Linked DNA regions of Cyprinus carpio: region 2 is linked to region 1. Evidence: chromatin contacts called from public Hi-C data. All regions are on one chromosome and are shown on one strand. Each heading gives the region's core, a stretch centred on a gene start, on an enhancer-like site or on the middle of the called end of the contact. The rest is flanking DNA. Distances are from core to core; before and after follow the strand shown.

Region 1 (3,984 bases), core at 758-3,257:
ATCGCAAGCATGATGATTCTGCTGTCTTGCACAGTGAACCATTAGAGCACAATTATTTACAACAGAGAACCGGCGTTACAAATGAAAGCAGTTATCCGTAATCTAGCTCTCAACCCATATGGTGCTCCAACTGTTTTCATGACAGGCGGTTGGATGAATCTAAAGAGAGTCTAGTCTGTCACAGAAAAGAGCCGAGCAGCCGCGCTGAAATCTCCTCAAGGACAGCTGGGTTTAGCTGTAATCTGAACAAGACACGTTCAGCTGGTTTTAAAGGCCTTATCTCCATATCCATGCATACAGCAGCTAAAAACCCAATGATAGCCATCCTAGTAACCACTTTTCTGTTTTGGGAAGCCTACGAGCAGCCCCAAAAAAGCAAGAGTTTGTCTCGTTTTCAACAGGAGTGGACTACAGTCAATGACTTTTCTCCGATCACTCACGTACGCATGGAAAAATGTATTTGGCTTACAAGGTCAAGATCTTGCATTGTCTTTAAGCACAGCATTACCTGAATTTCTATGACTTCTCTTTTATGTAATCATCATGCATTTTCCATTTTTTTGTTATTACAAGAAAATGAATTTCACATGAGACATTTCTAGCTGGCTTAATATATTGGACACAGATAAAAAAAAACTAGAAATGTCCATGGCTTTTTCAGGATTTTATGAATTTCCTTGAACTTTCTGATGTTGTGAAGGACACCACCATTGAAAAGGGCATGCAAAGGCAAATAACAGCTGTTTATTTTTCACAATGTACACACAGTATATAGTCTACTCCAGGGGTTTCTGAACTGGGGTCAAAGGTGGTCTGTATGACTATTCAGAGAAAAACAGTGCACATTTTATAAAAAATATGATTTTAATAAAAATAATGAGAATTTGATGAACATGAACAGATAAATAATAAACAAAATACATTAAAAGAAAGAAATGTACAGAAAAAAATATTAAAAAAGAAACCTAATTAAAGACTTAACAAAAAAGTTAAATTAAATTAGTAAAAAAAAAAACTTGATAAGCTAAATATTTAATTAATTAAATGACTAATGAAGCATTAAAAATATCTGTTTATACATTTAAAAATAAAACAAGGTCAAATCATTTAAATAATTAATCTATTATTAAACAGCACAATCCCCCTCAGCTGCTGTTCCAGAAACATCTCTATACAGGATTCAAGTTTCACATCCCAATTAAGCTAAACTGAAGCTATTTTAGGAGCCAAAGCATTCTCTTTTATTTCAGAAGACATGTTTAACAACTCAAAACCAATAAGGCACGAATATATTTATTTTTATAGACAGGAAGTGATTCTGTCAGTTACAGAATGAACCTTCAGCTGTCACTCAACTTACAGAAGCATCTTACCATTCCGAGTAAAACAATAATAAACAGAAATACAATTGCAAATGAAGGAAATCTTCAAAAAAGCTACCTTTGTGCACCAAACACACAAAAACAAACCAAATTTATAATTCTCACTATTAAAAAACGAACGTCTTTCTAACGTTACGCTATCCTGTTAGCCTCATAGCTTAGCACTGTCAACATCTATTCCCGCTGCAACACACCACTCAACGCACTATAATCCGCTATACACGCATTTTTATCCTCGTTTCACGAGGGCAGAAATTAATTAAACATGTAACGTGTAAAATACAACCATCATACAACAACAAAATAGAGTGTAAATCAGTAGTTCGATGCAAATTCGGGATGAGTCGCTGTGAGGCGATCCCTCAGCTGGCTAACGCGACTGCTAGCATCAGCTAAAGTCACTTCTTCATCGATGCTATCCGCACTTACCAGGTCAAACCAGACGATAAACGACCAGCAAACAGAATTATTCCAGTAGTCCGTGGTTCAAAGTAGGCGATATGAATGATGATGATGACTAGCTACAGTGTTGGGCTGGCATGGCCAGTTTTAATGTGAGTAGATGATTCTGTGGAATGGAGACAGTGTTAGTTACACACCCACAGCGATGCCCGAGACACACTGACCCCGCCCCTCTCTCGCTCGCGCTCTCTCTCTCTCTCTCTCTCTCTCTCTCTCTCTCTCTCTCTCTCTCTCAGGATTTCAGCATTCTTCCCAACACAGTCCACAGTTTTCCAGAATATTCCATTAAAATAACTAATGTCACTTTTATCTTGGATCAAACAGATGCAGAGAAAGAAATGTTATAGTAGATGCTCATTGCTTTAACAAGTCGCTTTATACATTCAATCTTTCAAACGCATACAACTTTCATTAGAAATACATTATGGCAAAACCGTCATGGTATCGATTTCATTGCTTAACAACACAGTTCTGTTTTTAGTATTAGTTATAAAAGTGTTTTTTACCACTGAACTGCAAGGTAATACATGAATAGATTGCATTTTAATTATTTGTTGTTTTAACGAAAGAGAAACTAAACTCAAGTAATGCAATCCAAAATTATTGCGTCAAAAGAAAATATCTTATTTCACATGGTACTGCAGCGCCACCCAGTGTTTGATTCCATGCATGCAGCGCACACTGTAGACAAGACCGGGGCAAGTTGTCACACACTATACTCCACCAGTGAGTAACCTATTTTTCATAGTGAGTTTAATTTTGTAAAATCATTTTCTGTATAAACGCATACCATCTATTGACAACGAAAATGCAGTTTATTAAACAGTAAATCCGTTTTTTTTTTTTTTTTGGTGGGAATATGGAACAGAATAAATGTGAAAAGTAATAATATATACCATTGTTTTAAATTGTAATGAATAAACTATATAAATTGATTGCTTGTTCAAAATTCCAAATATGACAATATGGTACTTCTGCTACAATGACAAAACATTTATCCACGCAAACTAGTGGCAATATATTAAAATACTTATAACCAATCAAAACAACTAATTTCCAGAAGATTCAGTATCAGTTTGTTCATCACCATATACACTTTATGACCAATAAATTTGTATGATTCACAAATGCCAATTTGTTTTCCAACAAACTATTTTCATATTCTTGACTTTCTTGAAAACACATTTTCTAATCTTGATTTTTAGTTGTTTTAATTTATTTCAAAGGTTATTTTAATAATTTAAGTCATCTTGAGACCCCCTTGAAAGTGTGCTTTCCTTCCTAGTGGATCCTAAGCAATAATGTAGTAGATATGAGAAATAGAATGTTTGTGTGGTTTTTTTAATAGTTTGTGTCATTTTGAGAAATCAATTAATCAATCAATCAATCAATCAATGTTCTTACATTTTTCTTTCTTCAGTTATCATATAAAGGACGTCTATTTTCATTTTCCAATTGCTCTATATATAATAGAAATCATTTTTCTATTATAAGAGATTTATTAGATGAATGCAGGGGATGTCTTTTAGTGTTTTAGTATCACTGAGATATTATTATAATTTTTATTAATAGTTTGATTTTCAAAAAATTCTGTTTTGATTCAACTTTAGGTAAAATAATAATAAATTAATGAATAATACCAAAATAATAAAAGTATTTTTTTATATACAAATTTTGTATTGTTTTGTAGTTTTTATACTTATTTTTTATTTTATTTTTTTACCATAGTTTTTATAAATTTTATTACAGTTTTAGCTTTAGCTATTGAATATTTTTTTTATTTTTTTTCAGTTATTGTGTATTTCATTGTTTATTTTTTTAGTTACTATAATAACCCTGAAGTATTTTTAATTTTTTTTAATTTATTGTGTATTTAGTTTTTTATTTTTTTGTTTTCTATGGTTTTGTGACTAAATCATATACAAAACCATGTTATCACACAATGGACATTCAAATAAAATATAAAGCAGACACACCCAGTGATTTATTTAAATGTTTATTGCTGTGTTTGAAGATTACACTCCTTGGACTTAAGTTGTGTTTGGTGGGTCAGTCCAAACACACAAACATTTCTATCATTTATTATTTAAATAGTAAAACAACAATTCTGTGATACAATACATAGGCTTCACTAATCAGT
Region 2 (3,991 bases), core at 1,056-3,555, 41 kb before region 1:
TCACAGAACCGTGTTTCACTGACAAGATGCACACGACAACCGCAGCTTTTGCCTAATCACGACTGCGATTTATCGTGCAGTCCTTACACTAACCGAAAGAAATACAAGGTCAGTGATCAACCTCACTCGGCATCACCACAAACTACGAAAACGTCCATCAGTAGTGCACTGACAACCTCACAAAGTACACTATCAGAGGGCCAAAGAAGCACAGGCTCGGCGACTGAGAACAACCTGTGAGCCCTTCCTCATAAACATACACTTTAGACGATTAAAGAAGCTGAGACACGTGGCCGAGAGCGTCCCGTAGGGGGAAAGCACCTGCGAGACCGCGCTCAGAGAAATTTAGAGAGAGAGGAGAGCAGAGAGTGTCAAACTCAAGTCTACTTACTGCTGCTTAAGAGTACTTACAGAAGTGGGGCGCCTGTCTAGAGGCATTGAGGGGGCGTGACAGTGTAAAATGGGGTGTGTTCGGGACGGAGGAAGAGGACGAGTGGCGTCTGTATGACTGAAGCACGGCCTGGTGCCTCAGGGAACCTTTGGGTAAGAGGTGCTGTCGTCCTGCCGATGAGGGCCGTCCGAGTAGATTTAGTTAAAGAGAAAGAGAGACTTTATACGACAGTGCACCTCTGATGGGGGGCATCAAATGGAAATGGATGATGGGAAGTGTGGGGGGCCAAACACAGTGAGCGGAGGGCTCTCCAGTAGAGTATGAGGGTGGTCCCATGAGAGAGAGAGCCCCAGAGCCTCTACAGACATGCAGTGTAAGGTGCACTTCTCCCACAGAGGACAGGGGAGCAGGCCTGGACCAAGACGGCCCAATAACATATGACACTGAGTATCAGAAACTCCACACCCATATCGCTCCCCCGGCCCACACAGACACTCTCACCTTTGAGCTGCTTGCGGATTTTGGTCAGATCCGTCATCCACTTCAGCACCTTTGGATCAGCTGCCTTTTCAGCGTGAGACGGCTGCAAACGAAGCACAAATATCAATTTAACCGATCATTTCTGAAATTATTAATATATAATGATTTATAACAGCATGGTTTTTAAAATGTTTTTTTTAGTCTCTTCTGCTTACCAAAAAATATTGTGAAATATTTTTATAATTTAAAAGAACTGTTTTCTATTTGAATGTGTGTTAAAATGTAATTCATTTTTTTTGATACAAAGCTGAATTTTCAGCATCATTGCTCCAGTCTTCAATGTCACATGATCCTTCAGAAAGCATTCTAATATGCAGATTTGCTGCTCAAGAAACATTTATGATTATTATCAATGTTGAAAACAGGTTTTTCTGCATGTTTTGATGAATAGAAAGTACAAAAGAACAGCATTTATCTAAAATAGAAAGCTTTTGTGACATTATACACTACTGTGTTCAAACGTTTGGGGTCAGCAAAAACTTTCTTTTTTTGGGGGGGAAATAAATTAATACCTTTATTCAGCTGGGATGCATTAAATTGACCAAAAGTAACATGAAAGACTTTGTCACAAAAGCTTTCTATTTCAGCTAAATGCTGCTCTATTCATCAAATAATCCTGAGAAAAACTGTACACAACTGTTTTTAACATTAATAATAATACTTAATGTTTCTTGAGCAGCAAATCAGCATATTAGAATGATTTCCGAAGATCATGTGACACTGAAGACTGGAGTAATGATGCTGAAAATTCAGCTTTGATCACAGAAATAAATTACATTTGAAACTATATAAAGATAGAATAAATGCAACCTTGGTGAGCAGAAGAGATACTTTTGACCGCTAGTGTATATCATTCTAACCTTGTAGTTTTTCTCTTTTTCAAACTGCTCCTCAAACTGCTTGATCTTCTTCTTGAGGTTCTGGAGTTTCTTGGTGAGCTGGTGGGAGACGTTGTCTCCCTTCAGAGTGTCTTTGGAAGTGAGTGAAGCACGGCGAGGCCTGAGAGACGTGACACGAGCGTGAGTTTGGCTGTCAGTGTATCTGAGCGTTCATAAGTGTCTGTGCTCTCTCTGCTCACCTCCCACAGGGCAACGCTTTGGTGGAGGATGTAGCATCGTGGTCCTGCTGCAAGAACCGCTGACTGTGGCCAAAGTCCAGGAAGCGTCGGGCCAGAAGTGGCTGAGTATCGTCTTCTAGCGGCAGGGGTATCATGCGGCCCGCCAGCGGCGACAGCTGGGCCTCCCCTGACTCGGTCTCCTCTTGCCATGGCAAGAACACCGGCACAGGGTCTGACAAAGACACACAGACACACGCACTGCCATTAAAAACAATATCTTCAGCATAACTCAACAGTTCAATCGCATACACTTCCACACAGAGTTAGAAGTTCACAACAGGCCTTGGTTGCTTTGTGCTAGTAACCCAAAGTCTAAACAGGTGCGCAGAGACCACAGATAATCTGACACATAGTGAGTGAGCCATACAGCACATAAAAACTCAATCAAGACTTCCTCAGAACGCTTTGTGGCATTGTGTTATTTGGCAAGTGACGCTTCTGGGTAAGAGTGCACAGTTGAATATCACCCACACACACACACACATACATTCTGGAGCCATCAGCAATGACAGCAGCCATTGTTTATCGTGCTCGATGCCGGGAATCATGCTCAGAGCAGAAGTCACGTTGACCCGAGAGGGCAGAGAATGTACTGGACTGGGGCCTGCTATGGAAACTTAGCTGATCAAATTTGCACTGCCTAGATATCTGACATAGTGGTTGATCAGGAGAAAGCTGATGCATGTGCTGATGGCAGATGGTAAATAGTGGGAGTCAGCAGGACCAACTGGGTGCATGTGAGGAGCCGATGGGTTAGTCAGAGTCTCAGGGGGCGAACTCAAACTGAAGGAGTTGACGTCAGAACTGAATTTGGTTGGCGTGAATGCTAGACTCTAGCTATTGTTGTAGCTGGTCATTTGTATGAAAGCAATCCATCCTAATTTTGCAGAAGTAAACTGCTTTTGTACAAGCACACTTAGTATAATTTGTCTGCTATAAGATTATTTATTTCTACATGGAATCCGAGCCCACAGAACTCCACAGCTTTGATTTTCAGAGCTTTGGGAACATCGATTCACAACATTCCTCATAGACATGTATGTATATTAAATATTTTGGGTTATTTAATACATTACATTAAATACTCTTATTTCGGTTCAACATTTGCATTTCCACATTTAAATCCCTTCTGCAAAATTCCAAAGATTCTCCCTTAAAATCAAAGTGGAAAAATGCAAAAAGATTCCATTTGGAACTCGTTGATGCTACATGTCCTGGGTGCAGTTATGGTAGAAAAACAATAACGGCGAGCTTCGCATTTTTAGTGTCCATTCACAATGTAACTCTGTGGTAGATGTTGAAAGTGTACAGTTGTTTGCATTCAAAATAAGGCAGCGTGAGAAAGTGGCTGTGGGGGAAGGGAAAAGGGAAGGGGCGGAGCCAAATTCGGGTTCGAAACGAGTGAAAACAGCTTGAGAGCAGCAGCGGGTGATGGACGAGCTCGGGGGAGGGCTGTGGAGATGCAACTTACCGCTCCCTTCTCTCTGCAGATGCATACATGTGAAGTCAATGGGTGGGAAACTGATGGGGCATGATGCTGACGGAGAGAGAGGCGGAGAGAGAGAGATAGCACAGAAGAGTGCAGTGAGCTATGAGCCTCACACACACACACACACACACACACGCACGCAAACAGACACGTAATGCTGTGGATCTATGGCTGAAATACAAATAACTAACATACAGTCATAAATAGCATTCACTCAGACCACATGAACCATATTTATGATTCACATATACATGAGAAAACAGAACTGTGTATGTTGGTGGTTTATGAATAATAACCATTTACTTTTCGTATTTATAGCTCTGTGATCTATTGAATTCATCTCTCGAGTTTCAAATTCAAGGGCGCTGTTAATATTCAGCCAATGTATAAATACACAAAACATCTCATCAGTCTTATATGAGCTTAAAGGTGAAGTGTGTGTTTTCCTCACCAC

The links. Hi-C and Micro-C count contacts between places; a contact is called where the count stands out from the background.
Region 2: a Hi-C map of skeletal muscle shows a contact between it and region 1, with 3 times the contacts expected there. The contact joins the enhancer-like site here to the promoter of LOC109112073 in region 1. A contact is called at or near these places in 8 of 8 Hi-C or Micro-C datasets (liver, red blood cells and skeletal muscle).

What each region holds. Positions count from the first base shown.
Region 1 is chrB14:22,756,750-22,760,733 of ASM1834038v1, reverse strand. LOC109112073 (protein FAM13B-like) reads right to left here and starts at 2,007. Exons shown (of 24, transcript XM_042738625.1): 1 at 1,812-2,007. LOC109112627 (C-X-C motif chemokine 14) reads right to left here. Exons shown (of 4, transcript XM_019125538.2): 4 at 3,825-3,984.
Region 2 is chrB14:22,798,450-22,802,440 of ASM1834038v1, reverse strand. It overlaps LOC109112073 (protein FAM13B-like), which reads right to left. Exons shown (of 24, transcript XM_042738625.1): 14 at 3,520-3,585; 15 at 2,010-2,220; 16 at 1,792-1,930; 17 at 893-974; 18 at 412-561. Among protein-coding and RNA genes, the nearest start is that of LOC109112072, 29 kb to the left of the region's middle. Within about 2 kb of position 2,305, at least 1 of the 8 cell types and tissues checked has an H3K27ac peak or open chromatin away from gene starts, as enhancers often do. A contact at or near this core is called in skeletal muscle, where this site is marked.